Regions from separate parts of the Pan troglodytes genome. Here region 1 is linked to region 2. A link is a contact called in public HiChIP or PLAC-seq data. All regions are on one chromosome and are shown on one strand. Each heading gives the region's core, a stretch centred on a gene start, on an enhancer-like site or on the middle of the called end of the contact. The rest is flanking DNA. Distances are from core to core; before and after follow the strand shown. Region 1 holds the start of KCNN4 (potassium calcium-activated channel subfamily N member 4). Region 2 holds the start of IRGQ (immunity related GTPase Q).

Region 1 (3,959 bases), core at 1,183-3,682, 190 kb after region 2:
AGCTTCCCCAAGGTCCCACTGATAGAGGCAGTGGCCTGGCCATGGTGGAGGGAAGGAAGAAATGAGGGGTGAGAAAGCAGAGAGGGGAAGTGGGGTAGGATGGACCCCGTCTCTTCCCATCTGCCAGGGTCACTGTGTTCCCACCTCGGCTTCTGGGTGCGGTGCTTCGGCGTGGGAGCGGCGGGCAGGCCCCGGCCATGCTTCCTGTTGGCATGGACTTCGGCGGCCCCACCCCCTCAGTGCCCGCCGCCGGCCAGAGGAAGCTGCTTGCCTGACCCTCCATGTGGCTCCTGGTCACTTCAGAGCTGCCCACCACCCCCTCCAGATCCAAGTCGGAACATCAGACCCTCAGGAATCTACCCAATCTTCAAATCAGTGTCCGCATCTGGCCCTACCAGCCCAGTTCCACAACCCTTCCGCCAGAGAGGTCTCCAGCCCCTCCTTTGCTGTTGAGCAAGTCTGTTCTCCCCTCAAGCCACTTATTCCAACCCTTGTCCTTGATCTGCCCCATCACTGGCCTGACCAGGGCTGGAATGTGACGGGAGCCTGCTGAGACCTGCCCTGACCCCACTTTCCCCTTTTTTCACTACTCACCACTCATCTTCGGAGTCAGCCCCTTTTCCCCAAAGACAATCAAAACCCCCTTCTCCTTAAGACTCAGGAATCCAGGACCCAGCCCCCTCCTCTCCTGGTACCTAGGAGTCCAGGCCACTGTAAGCCCACCTCTTCACTATTTCCCTGACTAATCAGCATGCAGATTTGGGGAGAAATTGAGCTTGTTAACAGGGCAGACTGGGTTGGGGTTGGTGGGGGGAGGCAGGTCGGGGGAGAGGTTTGTTTCCCATTTCCCATCCCCACCCCCAAGGCAGTTTTTTCTGTCCTTTGCATCTAAGGCACTGGGCAAACATTAGAGGTTAGATAAGGACCAAAGAGCTGCCGCCTACTGGAAGAACTTTGTCTTTCCTCCACTCTCCCTTCACCAAACCTGGGGCTACCTCTCCCCTTATTGGCTCTTGGGGGGTTTGAGTGTCTGATCAGCCACCCTCTGGCCTCCAGGAGTCCTGGACCTCTGGCCGTCTAATGGCAACATCTTCAAAGACTGAAACACTGAAATAAATATTCCCTTCCTTTTGCAGAGAAGGACCCCAGCAACTGTCTCCTGGGAGCACCCAGGAGTCCCAGCCAAAGCCCCTCCTCCCTCAGACCCAAGAGTCTAGGCCCCCAACCTCTCCTCCCTCAGATCCAGGAGTCCTGACCCCCAGCCCCTCCTCCCTCAGACCCAGGAGTCCAGACCCCAGCCCCTCCTCCCTTAGACCCAGGAGTCCTGACCCCCAGCCCCTCCTCCCTCAGACCCAGGAGTCCTGACCCCCAGCCCCTCCTCCTTCAGACCCAGGAGTCCAGGCCCTCAGTCTCTCCTCCCTCAGACCCACGAGTCCAAGCCCCCAGGCCATCCTCCCTCAGACCCAGGAGTCCAGACCCCAGCCCCTCCTCCCTCAGACCCAGGAGTCCAAGTCCCCAGTCCCTCCTCCCTCAGACCCAGGAGTCCTGACCCCAGCCCCTCCTCCCTCAGACCCAGGAGTTCTAACCTCCAGCCCCTCCTCCCTCAGACCCAGGAGTCCAAGTCCCCAGTCCCTCCTCCCTCAGACCCAGGAGTCCTGACCCTCAGCCCCTCCTCCCTCAGACCCAGGAGTCCTGACCCCCAGCCCCTCCTCCCTCAGACCCAAGAGTCCTGACCCCCAGCCCCTCCTCCCTCAGACCTAGGAGTCCCAGCTCCCAGCCACCATGCCCCACTCACCGAGCACCCCCCGAACCACAGCATCTCTGCATGCAGCACCATGAGTCCAATGCCAGTTCCCGCCAGCACCAGCGCCCAGCCGGCCAGAGACTTCTCCTGCTCCAGCAAGCGCTTTCGGCGTCTCAAGGCCCCCAGGCCAAGCACCAGATCCCCGCCCATGGCCCCCGGGGTCTTGGGGCTCAGCCAGCTTCCTGCCCAGGGTCCCCCACCTCGCAGCACGCACAGGGCAGCCACTGTGGCTTGCAGGTCGTCAGCCTGCTCTGCTGGCTCTGGGACTTTTGCTCTGAGGCACAGCAGAGCCCTGTGCCCTCTGGGGAGTGGTGACGGCCAGGCAGGGCGGGGAGGGGCAGGGGAGGCCCCAGGGTAGGGGGAGGCTCCCCAGCTCCCCCTTTTGAGAATAAGGAGGGGCTAGGGTGTGTCTTGGGGCAGAGCAAGAAAGAGACGTCCATCCACGTGGATAAAGACACACACAGACACACGATGGGCTTTGTCACACACAAAGGTCTGTACCTTGTGACACACACCTCTACTCACCACACCCAGACACCGAAGGACACTCCACAGCCCAAGACGGAGACTAACACACCAGGGCACACAACACAACCTACACAGAGTGACTCACAACTCCCAGCAAGCTCTGAAACCCACAGCCACACCCAGACACCACACACATGGTGTGACACACACCAGCACTTAGCAAGCAGGCAGTATCCCGTGGCACACACAGCCACCCAAACACCGTCCACACACAGGCACAAATATTACACTCAAAGTTGTCACAACTTTCTCTGACACAAAGAGCCACACCCAAACACCACAAATAGGACGATGCACACCTGTGGCCACACAAACACAACATACACCAGGTGTTACACAAACACACAATATACATTAAAGTAGTGACGCCCTGATGCCACACACCACACACCTACACAAACACTGTGCAGTCCCAGTTTCCTAAACACTACACACCCTTGGAACGAAACCCAATACGTGTAGACACACAACATTTAGGGACATACCTATAGTAGCCCCCAATCACCCAGACCTAGAGAATTGCACATACATTGTGGCGCCTGTTGACTCGAACACAAGTGCTCGCAGTGATGATTCAAAACACACACTGATTCAGCATGATCTGATGTGTGATGCGATTCAAATACATGGTCAGAGGACAAGCTGAGTGGATGCATGCAGAGACCTACAAGGTACAGCGACACACGGAGAAACCCAAGAAGCACATGCCTGAAGCAAGATGATTCTGGTATATTCTGGCCACACAGGGCAATGCCCAGGATGATGCCCTGGGGGAAGGGGACGGGGTTGGACCTTCATAGACCCCAGTGCCCAAATGCAACATACGGCTGGGTGCAGTGGCTCATGCCCGTAATCCCAGCAGTTTGGGAGGTTGAGGTGGGAGGATTGCTGGAGCCCAGGGGTTTGAGACCAGCCTGGGCAACATAGCAAGATCCTATCTCTAAAACAAGCAAAAACAAAAAAACAAACGCAACATACACCATCACCTCTGAGCCATGAGCCACACCCAAACATGACATACAATACCTCCACACAAGCCAACACGTTATATTCCGACATGCGTGGCCACACACACAACATACACAGAGTAATACACCAGCACACAGTAACACAAAACACATAGACACAACGTTTTCCAACACACCCAACCTTCCACAAACGACCACATGTCCCATAAAACACCAGATGTCACCACTCACTGATACCACTGACACTGAGGTCTACCGCCACCCACAAAACACCAGCATCGGGGGAGGGGGTGTATCCTCCGACACAACATAACACACAGCTACACAAACACAAGACACTTGGGGTGGTTGGCACTCAGGGTGGGTGCTGGGGGCTGAGAAGGAAGAGGCCCCCAACAGGGACATGGACCCTGACGTGAGATACAGCAAATGCCAGTGTGGAATGTGCACGGTGACTCTCAGAGCAACACATGACATAGGACATCACCATGTGTCGCAGCACGAGCCAATCATGGATCTATACACCATACACTCCGACACAGATCAAACCCTCCTGTGGAGACACACAGGCATGCACTGACCTGGTGACGCACATCACCTCCCAGCATCGTGCACTGACCTGGTGACACTGCCCTTGGCCTCATGCACACCCCTCTGCA
Region 2 (3,819 bases), core at 369-2,868:
GGAAAAAAAATAATAATAATAATAACAGAGCTAAGCCTTGCCCCAAACTCACTGGGGGAGGGATCTCATGGACCTCCATGGACGCACCTAGGTGCCTAGGGTCTCGACTAACGGACCCAGCCAGAAAGCCGGCACTCACCTCCGCAGCGCTTCTGCCTGGCTCTGCAGCGCCGCCCGGAGGCGCTCTAGCTCCTCGCAGCCGTCGCTGCTGCCGCAGTTCGCCGGTAGCACAAACAGATCCGCGGCTCCTAACCCCGCGCTGTTCAGCAGAGCTGCTGTCTGATCACGGGCCTGGGCGGCAGTCTGTGAATCCCCAGGACGGAGGTTCCGCACAGCCAGTAGCGGGGTCCCTCGGGACAGGGCGGCCAGCGCTGCCTCTCCCAGGGCTGGAGCCAACGGTTCCCCGTTCCCCTCGGGTCCGGGCAGCACCAGTACCAGCACGTTGGCTTCCGCCGCCCAGGGCCCCGGCGCTGCGGGTGGGCAGCTCAGCTCGCCCAGAAAAAGGCCTGGGCCCGCAGCTCTTAGGCTAGGAACCCCGGAGTCCGGCCGTCCCTCGGGGGCCTCGAGCGTCTCCACATCCTTGTCGCACAGCGCTGCGATCAGCGCGGACTTCCCCAAGCCCGGAGGCCCCAGGAACAAGGCGGTCACGTCACCCTGCGGCGGAGGCATGGCTGGAAAGCAACGGGTAGAGAAGACCTGGGTCAGGGAGCACCCAGCCTTTTCCTTTCCTAGCCGCCCCACTCGGAACCCAGGCCTCAGTCCTTCACCCTGTCCCCTTCGGTTCTTGAGCGTCACTCTCCAGGACCTAAAAAATCCAGAGCCCAGACCCTATTCCCCCAGAATCCCAGGCGTCCTGTCTGTCCGCCCTCCCTCTAGATGGAAACGTTTCCCTTTCTGCTTCAAAAATTCTGAAATCAGGCGCGGTGGCTCATGCCTGTAATCCCAGTGCTTTGGGAGGCCGAGGCCGGAGGATCGCTTGAGGCCAGGAATTCGAGACCAGCCTGGCCAACATGTGGGTGGACTCTCTGGTAGAGTCTCCGTCTCGATAAAAAATAAAATTTAGCCGGGCATGGTGGCGTGCGCCTGTAGCCCCAGCTACTCGGAAGGCTGCGGCGGGAGGATCGCTTGAGCCCAGGACTTGGAGGCTGCAGTGGGCCGTGATCACACCACCGCACTCCAGCCCAGGCGACAGAGCAAGACCCTCTCTGAAAAATAAATAAAAATAAAACCTCAGAAATCTGGCTTCCAGTCCCTCCTCCCTCGGACACATTGTTATTTTTATCTTTCCCCTTCCCCCTTCCAAATCACCAACCGAGCAAAAAGCCGACCCACGGGAGAGAGCGCAGTCGGTGGCAGTGGGTCAGCAGCTGAGAAGCCTGGCCCCTGGGCCGCGGCGGACGGAGGCCGAAGAGGCCAGGGAGCGGTGATTTAGAGATGCCGGGACCCGTCCCGGTAGCTTTAACCTGACGTCACTCCCTCTTCCAAGGGGGTGTGTCTTGGAAGGCCGACAGCAGAGACCCAGCCCTTCGCAGCGCCTGCGCAGAACGGCCGAAGTGTGCACGCCCCTCTTTGGCGGCCTCAGGGCCTAGAACAATGAATGAGTCAACGCGCCTGCGCGCCACGAGAGCCTACCCACGCATGCGCAAAAGGCTTAGCTAGCTACGCCGCGGGAGGCTGAACGTCATCAAACGCGCCATAGGGCAGAGAAGGACCCCTCCCGTTATTTTGAGGACCGGGCTGGTGCGACTATACTACTGCCGGATGGGAAATCCGGGATCTCGGCTCCGAGAGGCTCATCTGGCAAAAGGGCGCGGAAACCACGGGGGCCCTAAGACTGAGTGGTCCCTATCCCACTTCTCTCTGGGGCGGCGCTGTAGCCAGCGGCTGACAGGCGCAGCGAAAGGCAGCCCTCTGCTGTAAGGAGGAAAACTGAGGCCTGGGAGCAGGAACCTGTAGGCAGCGCTTGAGGGTAGCGGGATAGCAGCTGCAAGCGCGCGTGGGAGGCGGGGGCTCTGGGCGGAACAAAAATCACAGGATGTCAGAGGATGTTTCCCGGGAAGAACTGGGATAAAGGGTGGGTATCACTACCTGCCCCAAGACACTTGAGATTGGGATGACGCTGGTGTCAAAGATCAAGGCTTCCACGCTGAGTTCAGGGAGTTAGTTTGATGCAGCAGGTCATAGGTCACACCAGTGAGAAGACTCTAGGGGAGTCCCAAACCCAGGAAGTCCAGTCCTTTGGGAGGTTTGAAGCTTCTTTTAGCAAGAACTCCATCAATTAGAGTTCAAGGAGATAGTATGTCGTAGGGGTCAAAGGCAGGCAAGGAGAGCCTCTGGCGATGTCAAAGGTCATAGACTTAGGGTGCCCTCTAAGACTGGTAACAGATGAACAGCTTCACTTATGCACGCTCCTCTCCTGACTAGAAGGGTCCCAGCACCATGGAGGACCCGAACCCTGAAGAGAACATGAAGCAGCAGGATTCACCCAAGGAGAGAAGTCCCCAGAGCCCAGGAGGCAACATCTGTGAGTACACATGGCTGGCGGGCTAGAGGAGGGTGGGGTGCAGGAGCTGATGCTAAGATCTCTGTGGCACTTCGGTGTCCAAGGCGCCACAGAGTTTTGCCTGTTGAGAAGGGGCTGTAATGGTCCCTGAGCTGCTCTAGCAGGAAGTGCATCTCCTCACACCAGCTTATGTGGCCAGAGTACTCACCCTCCTCTGGCCACATAAGCAGGATTGCAATGCTTATGCATTCAGAGGGATAGGGTGGCTTCCAGGAGAGGCTTGGGTTGGAGATGTGGCTGAGTATGGTTCTATTGGGAGAGAAACCCCAAGATTCTGGTCCCAACTCTGCCCTAGACTTTCAGTGTAACTTGGGCCTTGGTTTCCTTGACTGTCAAAAGAGGGTGGTACTTCCCACCTCACAGGGTGGGTATGGGATTAACTGCAGCAAAGGGGAAAGCTAGGGGTTAATGATGGTAGCCAGTTTGACATGTAATAGCAACACCTCCTGCTCAGTGTTTTATTATGAGCTAGGTGTATTTATTCTCATATTATGAACCATTTTAACATCCATTATCTCATTGAGTCCTTCTAATAATAGGCCCTTTAAACTGGGAACTGAGGCAGAGAGAGGTATTTGTAACAAGAGCTGTAGTCTCAATGCCCTTGAGCCAGAGACTACCAGGAACACACCTGCAGTTGAACACGTTGGGTTTCTCACTGCAATGAACACACACCATGGGGGGACTGTGGGGTGTCTCACTAAGAATGGTAAAAACGACATAGGATTTGGGCTTGTGGGTGGTGATTTTGGGGAAGGTTCAAGCAAAATTGTTTTGCTCTGGATTGGATGCTACCAGGAAGCAGGGGCAATTCTATGATTGGCTATCGTAATAAATCTTACCCAGAAGGAGGAAGGAAGGAGGCGAGGCTCAAGCTCTGACTGATAAAGCAGCAGCAGACATTCACATTAGCCAGGATAGGAGGATGTTTGGTCATTTTTCTGCTTGGACAGCATTCATATTTTGTCTGTGCTCAGACATTATGATGATGTAGTCTTGTCTTGATTCATTTTAGTCACAGCGTGGCCTTGTCTGTCCTTGATATTCTGTGAAAATTTATGTTCAACAGAACACCAAGGTCTAGCTGTGAGTACCAGGCCAGATCCTGGATGTCGGGCTGGATTTCTCTGTATCATTAGTCATAATTGCAAATGACTGTACAGCAATTCATTTATTCCTTCCAACGGTCCTATGGAGTAGATACTGTTATTAGCCCATTTTCCAGATAAGGAAACTGGTGTAATTGCCTAGGAAGT

What was found. HiChIP or PLAC-seq counts read pairs in DNA pulled down with a chosen protein or histone mark.
Region 1: an H3K4me3 HiChIP or PLAC-seq map of stem cell-derived excitatory neurons shows a contact between it and region 2, with 7 times the contacts expected there. The contact joins the promoter of KCNN4 here to the promoter of IRGQ in region 2. A contact is called at or near these places in 1 of 7 Hi-C or Micro-C datasets (stem cell-derived neural progenitor cells) and 1 of 1 datasets of contacts at active chromatin or transcription factors (stem cell-derived excitatory neurons).

What each region holds. Positions count from the first base shown.
Region 1 is chr20:46,738,429-46,742,387 of NHGRI_mPanTro3-v2.0_pri, forward strand. It overlaps KCNN4 (potassium calcium-activated channel subfamily N member 4), which reads right to left and starts at 2,433. Exons shown (of 9, transcript XM_016936086.4): 1 at 1,796-2,433. The coding sequence starts at 1,954.
Region 2 is chr20:46,550,948-46,554,766 of NHGRI_mPanTro3-v2.0_pri, forward strand. IRGQ (immunity related GTPase Q) reads right to left here and starts at 1,619. Exons shown (of 3, transcript XM_063800773.1): 1 at 1,333-1,619; 2 at 140-671. The coding sequence starts at 669. ZNF576 (zinc finger protein 576) reads left to right here and starts at 1,713. Exons shown (of 3, transcript XM_001157138.8): 1 at 1,713-1,916; 2 at 2,425-2,524. The coding sequence starts at 2,440.